Linked DNA regions of Mus musculus: region 1 is linked to region 2. A link is a contact called in public Hi-C data. All regions are on one chromosome and are shown on one strand. The core of a region is the stretch at or near the end of the contact, and the rest is flanking DNA. Distances in the headings are between cores, read along the strand shown. Region 1 overlaps Col1a2 (collagen, type I, alpha 2). Region 2 overlaps Gm46948 (a long non-coding RNA gene).

Region 1 (3,668 bases), core at 85-2,584, 99 kb after region 2:
GCAAGGATTAGAGGCTTTCTCAGTAGTGCGCTCTCATTCACTTGCACCCATTGAGTGGCTACATGCCACTCAATGTGGAGGTCAAAGGACAAGTGATGAGTGTTGCTTCTTTCCTTCGATGGATCCCATACGGATCCTATGGATCCAACTCGGGTCATCAGACTTGGCCGCAAACATCTTTACCTGCTGAATCATCTAGCTGGCCCTCGGGATCTTTCTTGATGTCTTACCACAATGTGCAATACAGTTGTCCTGCGCAGCAGGACAGAGTTCAATTAAGATGCTGTGCATTATTTTTAGTAAGACCTTTTTCCTTCTGTGGTGTTCTAGGGCATTCCTGGTGCTGTAGGTGCCCCTGGTCCTGCTGGGGCCTCAGGTGACCGGGTAAGTACGCATTTGAAATGAGTTGTATAGGTTTTCATTGAGTTGTAGCTCTCTGAGTTGATAGCAGTATGTAAAATTCCCTGCTTGCCCTAGTCCCAAAGATCCTTTGCAATTCATTTTTATGGCTGGGTCTAAAACCTGTTTATTAAAAAAAAAAAAAAAAAAAAAACCTAGCCTTTGCAGGAAACAAATGCTGTTCTCTTCCCCTGCCTATGGATGTGCCAGCTGTCTGATCTATACCTTAAGCCCTATCATTTGTTTTAAAGACTTTCCCTGCTGCCCATTAACAATATCCTAATGCACTGAGCCTCCTTAAAGCCTTCAATTGTAAAAAGGGGAAAAAAATCAATAAAATACATAGTGTGCCCATTTCACATCGAACAAACAGTCCTTTTAAAATAGACCTTATTTATTGAATTGCAAAGATTGCAGCAAATAGATCAGTCCTGCATCTATCTAAAAATTAAAATGTCCTCCTCCTGGTGTTATGGGGACTGATTTATAGTGTTTCTGCAAGTGAAGAACCAATACCACTCCACCTTTTAAAATGAAGCCAGCCTTAAGTAGAGGAAGAATTCACCTCATTTTATTCTCTGAAATGTCCATTAGTCTCTTCCAAGGTAACTGCAAAGCGTGAAAACAACCCTCTTTCTACCGCTCTTCTCTCTTCCTCCCCTCATCTATGTGAGGCCCATTAAGCGACTCACCACTGCTCTTTGGTACCATTACAGGGTGAAGCTGGTGCTGCCGGTCCTTCTGGCCCAGCTGGTCCTCGGGGTAGCCCTGTAAGTAGAAACCACAGCTTTTTGGATATTCATAGTTCATGGTTTACAGACATCTGAGAGGCTGTGAGTGTGATGTCTTTATCTCCCACCTAGGGTGAACGTGGTGAAGTTGGCCCTGCTGGCCCCAATGGATTTGCTGGTCCTGCTGTGAGTATCATATTAAGGGAGATTAAGATGACATCACAGTGAGTCAGAAGGCCAGTGCTCACTGCTGTTTCTTCCAACAGGGTGCTGCTGGCCAACCCGGTGCTAAAGGAGAGAAGGGAACCAAAGGGCCTAAGGGTGAAAATGGCATTGTTGGTCCAACCGGGTCTGTTGGAGCTGCTGGCCCATCTGTAAGTTAAATTCACTGTTGACCAATATACCCAAGCATTTGTATAATCCAATATGTGCCCATTAAGTGCCTACTGTCTATTAAGCATTCCAGATAAAAGATTACAGATACACACACACACACACACACACACACACAAGGTGGTTTGCCAGACAGGGTTTCTCTGTGTAGCCCTAGCTGTCCTAGAACTTACTCTGTAGACCAGGATGGGCTCAAACTTAGAGATCCGCCTGCCTCTACCTTCCAAGTGCTGGGATTAAAGGCATGTGCCACCACACCCTACAAGACTTTTTTTTTTTTTAAATCACATTTAAACACCATGTAAAAGTTTTGTGAATATCTTGTTTTCATGCTTCAGTAATCCATGGGGTGTTACTTGTTGGGACAGAACATTTATTTCTTTCATGTGATGTAGATAACTGTGTTTCATTTCTAAATTTTCTTCAAGGGTAGAGGAGATAGCTAAGGATGAGTCATGAGAAAACAAGTGTGCCGTGTGTAAGAGTTACTTGTTTTGTGATTTGAAGCCACCCTTTTTGCTTTCATTTAGGGTCCTAATGGCCCACCTGGTCCTGTTGGAAGTCGTGGTGATGGAGGGCCCCCTGTGAGTATTTACAATTGACTCTTCTTTCTTAGCTTACGTATTAGTGACAATGTGAAAGTTTCAGCATTCTGGTGGATTTGGACTGTGAAAAGTAGAGGCTTGAGAGTCCTGTTCATTCGAATCTAATCAGAAAAGTTATGAAGTTCACCAGTACCGAGCTTAAAGTCGACTACACGGGCATTGACTGAATCCCAGAAAGAACTCTGGGTGGGCATCAGAGGTTGCTACTGCCCCACGAGGGAATAAGCAAGGTCAAATTCAGGCGGTTTAACTGGGAAATAGAACAACTCTTCTGACTGACCAAGTCTCCTCATCTCAGGTTTTCACACCAACTCCCTAGAGACTCAGAGGTCCCCAGAATGAATCCCTCTAACGGTTTCCCTCCTTAGGCAATACTTAATACTCTGACTCAATTTCATACTTCCTTCTCTAGACAACACTCCTTTTTCTAGTGTCCCCACCCTCTCACCCAGCCAAGTGGTCAATAAAAATTCACATACCCTAATGAAAATAGCTTATATTCTCTCATCTCACCATCAGATAACCTGCTAGCCTTTCAGTAAGTACTAACAATCTTAGTGTAAAATTCAGGCATTACATCTAGTAGCATACTGAAGATGTATAGACTATTAGAGCCTTCAGGACCCTAGTTAAGTGCTCCTCTACCTTGAGCTAAGGGACGGCTCTTCTATGGTCCATCTTTAGTCACATGATAATTTTCCAAAGGGAAAGGATCTTGTTTTATCCTAATTCATAGAGTTGACTTGACTGAGTTTGAATGTGCTTGGTTCTTAGGGTATGACTGGCTTCCCTGGTGCTGCTGGACGGACTGGTCCCCCCGGACCCAGTGTGAGTACATCATTCCCAGTATAACTCCATTTACTCTCACCAGAAGGCCAGGCCTCTGGTAGGAAATTAGGGGAGAACATATCTATTTAAACAAATTATTAATATTTGCTAGTACTCTCCTGAGTTAAAATTATCTTTGATGAATGATTAAGACAAAAGTCATTGCAAATTTTATTTTAAAATATCAATCTAAGTACTGTTATTCATATAAATACCAGCACCCTTTGGAATCCACAATCGCTTTTTACAAAGAAAAATGCAACAGGAATTTTGGTCACATATCTGGTATTTCTCTGCCTAATTACCCTTTATAGCTAACATTCTGCCTCCATTCTAAAGCTATAATTGTTCCTGAATTTAAAGGTATTATGGTCTCTAACTTAATTCTCATTCAGACCCTCCTGTCAGGAATTTAATTAATTATCAAGGATTAAGTATTCCAGTTGAGGTTTCAGGGGAAAAGAAATAGCAAAGATGTTGATTTCTTGGAATCTTTTACACATTCATAACAGAAAAAAAATCTTCATTCCTTGTAGGCATTTAATTAAACCTAGTCAGGAGCACATGAGTTCCTCAGTTATGAACAGAATGCCAGGGTTGGCTTTGCTTAAGAAGAAATGGGCAGAATCTGCAAGAATCCAAAGTCCCTTTCAACTAAGACTTAAATCACCAAACTTAAATCTCTTCCTGGTTCTGACCCCAACATGCCAGA
Region 2 (3,223 bases), core at 238-2,737:
CCAGTGCACTCCTACCAGGGGCCAGACATCAACAGCATCTCTACTTAAGGAAGGGCAAGCTCTCCTCCCCACCTAGTTCCCAGTTACTGTGGCAATTAAATGGATAAGAAGTCTCATTATTAATCACTTTTGTCCATGGTTCATCTAGCACCACAGAAAAAGAACTGTCTCTTCCAGCATTTTCTTTCAGCAGGCCCTTAGCTGTGTGTTCACTTGCAAGTCATTACACATTCTCGCAGGAATGAAATGTGTTTTGGTTGGAAATAGTCCCAGCAGACCCAGAGGGTGGGCATTTGATTCCTTGATGAAAAGCCAAATCCACTGTCTGCAAAGGAACATTTTTTTTTTTAAGGCAAAGGACCATTTGCTCCAGGGCCCAAAATCACACCAATTTCAACCCCAGCTCTGAGCAGCTTGGCAGTGCCACCCAACAGAAAAGGAAAATGACTGTGAGTTCTTTATTCACAAAAGAACTCAGGAAACAACTTCAAATAATTCCCCAACCCAAGACAACATTTTGAGCAGGATTATATAAAGAGGTACTTTGGCAAGATGCTTTAAAGAACATTTAATGTACGAGGAGATGTCACCGTTTCAGATCACAGAGAGGAAAACAAATATCCAAACATCAACAAAAGCCGTTGTTGCACATTTTACCAATCTCTCTCTACCTCTACCTCTACCTCTACCTCTACCTCTACCTCTACCTCTACCTCTACCTCTACCTCTACCTCTACCTCTACCTCTACCTCTACCTCTCCCCCTCCCCCTCCCCCTCCCCCTCCCCCTCTCCCTCTCCCTCTCCCTCTCTCCCACTTAATTATACTGTAAAAATCAAGCCAGCAAGAATTGCTTCTTCACACTTAATCACTATCCTCCGTGGCTGTTGCAATTTTTTTCTTTTTCTTATTATAAAGAAATTTTTCTCTCTGTTGCCTATACTGTTTTCCAGCACATAAATTATCTTCCCTGTGACAAGCCCTAACCCATATTTCCCTGTGAAATCCGTAGCACTTAATGACGATCATTCTCACTTTGCAAACGCTTTAGGAGACTTTTTCAGATCCTGCCTAAATGAAGCCTCTTAAGTCATCTGATGAGCTTAGATTGGCGTTCAGGTCTCTTAGATTTGATTAGCAGATCCCAATGGCCTGCTACTGCTTTCTGAGGCTCTGTGATTTTAGCAGTAGGGGAGGAGGACAAAGAAGGAAAACAAGAATAGCTATCTGGATAATGGCAGGAAGCAGCCTAAAAAGGGGACATATACCTGCCCCATGCTCTATAACTGGATACAGTCATTAGCCATAGCTGCATGGTCATTTGAAATGGAGACCTTGACGCTTCTTATGGTAGGTAGCCTCTGAGTTGAGGCCAGTAAATAAGAGTCTATTCATCTTCCAGCAAGACTCGGAATTAGTCATCCTAGCCTGTGGTTCTCCCTTTCTGAATCTTCCTGACCTTTCTGCTTCTTAAACAATCAGTACCGCATGACTATGGTATGCTTAGGTCTTGTGCTCACTGTCCTCGCCAGGAGAAAAACATAATGCATTAGCTACAGCCCTGAGAAAACAGGCTCTGCTCTGAAATCGAAAGCCATTGTGTCTCCCACGTTGATGACACTCTCCCACCGTCTCTCACACTCTCAGAAAAGTTTTATTCCAGGCATATGCTTTCAAAAAACACGTACCTTACCAGGCACTAACTAGATTTGGGGTTTCCAATAGTTCTTCAAATTAGTAGCCAACACATACCCAAGAGGGTTAAGCTGGAGCTGTTTATCTGGCAACACAGAGACTATCTGCCACTCTAATGGCAAAACCAAAGCTTGGGCATGAGATTTCATCATTGCTCTTTCCTGCCCTAAGCAGTCAGATGATGTGGAAGGGAGGAAAATAATTAGAGATGAATAAATAATAATAGCAACATTGTAGAGCATGCCACTGTTTCCCTAATCCTTTGAAACATTGGAGTAAAACTTTAAAGAAGTTTTGTTGTTGTTGTTGTTGTTGTTACTGTGTTCATGTTGGAAATCTGTGGGGTGGGAATTAGAACATTTTGTTAAGTTGACCAAACTTATAGGCATCAGGAGTAGAACAGAGATTGGGACTTCTTATGCCAGCACTTTTGCTCGTCATCGTAACCATATCCATGCCTCCTCCTAACAACAGCCACAACTTGACCCATTCCCAACCTTCATACAAGGCTCTGCCCACACTTCTTCCCTGATGCTAGACTCACACATCTGATGGAATTTCACTAATCAAGCCATACAGAAGAAAAGATATCTATACAACGAAAGGGTTGTACATATATTATGAGACACATATTAGAAAATAAGCAAACAGGAGCACTGCCTCTTTCAGAAAATATCCCCCTGGTAGGTACTCAGGGCAGTCGAGGCCTTCCTGCGGAGTGGCCTCAAATCCATCATCCTGACCCTCATCCACTACCAGAGCTCTGAGATTACAGCTTTGCATGGCTGTGCCTACTTACATGGTCGCTTCGCCTATCACCTTCCCTCATCCTAATGCTGACGTCACTCGAAAACTCCTGGTTTTGATTCATACTCAATGGATAACTCATTTCCACTATCAACCTTGGCCTGATCCTTCTGGCCAGGAGTGAAGTCCCCCATTCAAGGCTCCTCCAGCACCTATACCTGGCTTATTATTATTATTAATCACTGACCACACATTCATACTTCTTTACCCTTCTTTACTGACTTTTTCAGATTCCAGTCATCACATCTGCTTTGTTTCCTATGTCATCCTGGACCTTGTATGAATAACTTGAAAAGAGTGTGGGACTGGCTAAAGAAGCATTGCTACTCTTGGCTGCATTAAGCACTGAATTCCAAGGTACTCTTTACAGAAAAAGATAGAGATGTCTTCCTTCTATAAACTCAACAAAACACATCAGTGGCTTCCAAGACGAATCAACAGTCCTGTTACAGCCCTTTCTTTTACTATAATTCTTTCTTTCTCTCTTTTTTTAAGCCAACATAATTTTTAGATTAATGATAACATCGTGGTCATTATTTTGCCACTTCAGTAGATGAGCGTCTGAGACAATGAATACCAGGACCGGCCGTCATCTAATCAAGACCCAAGCAGCACTTGTCATGAGGTGTGATGGCAGCCACCCCACTCGTCAGCATTATTGCCATTATACCGAAGAGGCAATAATGGGGTGAGGAATTGTTAAGTAGAATTCTTTAAACTGT

Evidence for each region. Hi-C and Micro-C count contacts between places; a contact is called where the count stands out from the background.
Region 1: a Hi-C map of embryonic fibroblasts shows a contact between it and region 2, with 19 read pairs. The contact joins two enhancer-like sites. A contact is called at or near these places in 6 of 484 Hi-C or Micro-C datasets (cortical glia, embryonic fibroblasts, embryonic stem cells and 3 more) and 3 of 9 other capture datasets (adipose tissue, liver and pancreatic islet).

Annotation. Positions count from the first base shown.
Region 1 is chr6:4,529,842-4,533,509 of GRCm38.p6, forward strand. It overlaps Col1a2 (collagen, type I, alpha 2), which reads left to right. Exons shown (of 52, transcript NM_007743.3): 34 at 331-384; 35 at 1,116-1,169; 36 at 1,263-1,316; 37 at 1,397-1,504; 38 at 2,054-2,107; 39 at 2,903-2,956. Among named protein-coding and RNA genes, the nearest start is that of Col1a2, 26 kb to the left of the region's middle. Within about 2 kb of position 1,335, at least 16 of the 459 cell types and tissues checked have an H3K27ac peak or open chromatin away from gene starts, as enhancers often do. A contact at or near this core is called in embryonic fibroblasts and muscle stem cells, where this site is marked.
Region 2 is chr6:4,430,899-4,434,121 of GRCm38.p6, forward strand. All of the region lies in intron 3 of Gm46948 (a long non-coding RNA gene), which reads right to left. Gm33788 (a long non-coding RNA gene) reads left to right here. Exons shown (of 7, transcript XR_377301.4): 2 at 2,732-2,858; 3 at 3,052-3,189. Among named protein-coding and RNA genes, the nearest start is that of Gm33788, 7.7 kb to the left of the region's middle. Within about 2 kb of position 1,488, at least 52 of the 459 cell types and tissues checked have an H3K27ac peak or open chromatin away from gene starts, as enhancers often do. A contact at or near this core is called in embryonic fibroblasts and muscle stem cells, where this site is marked.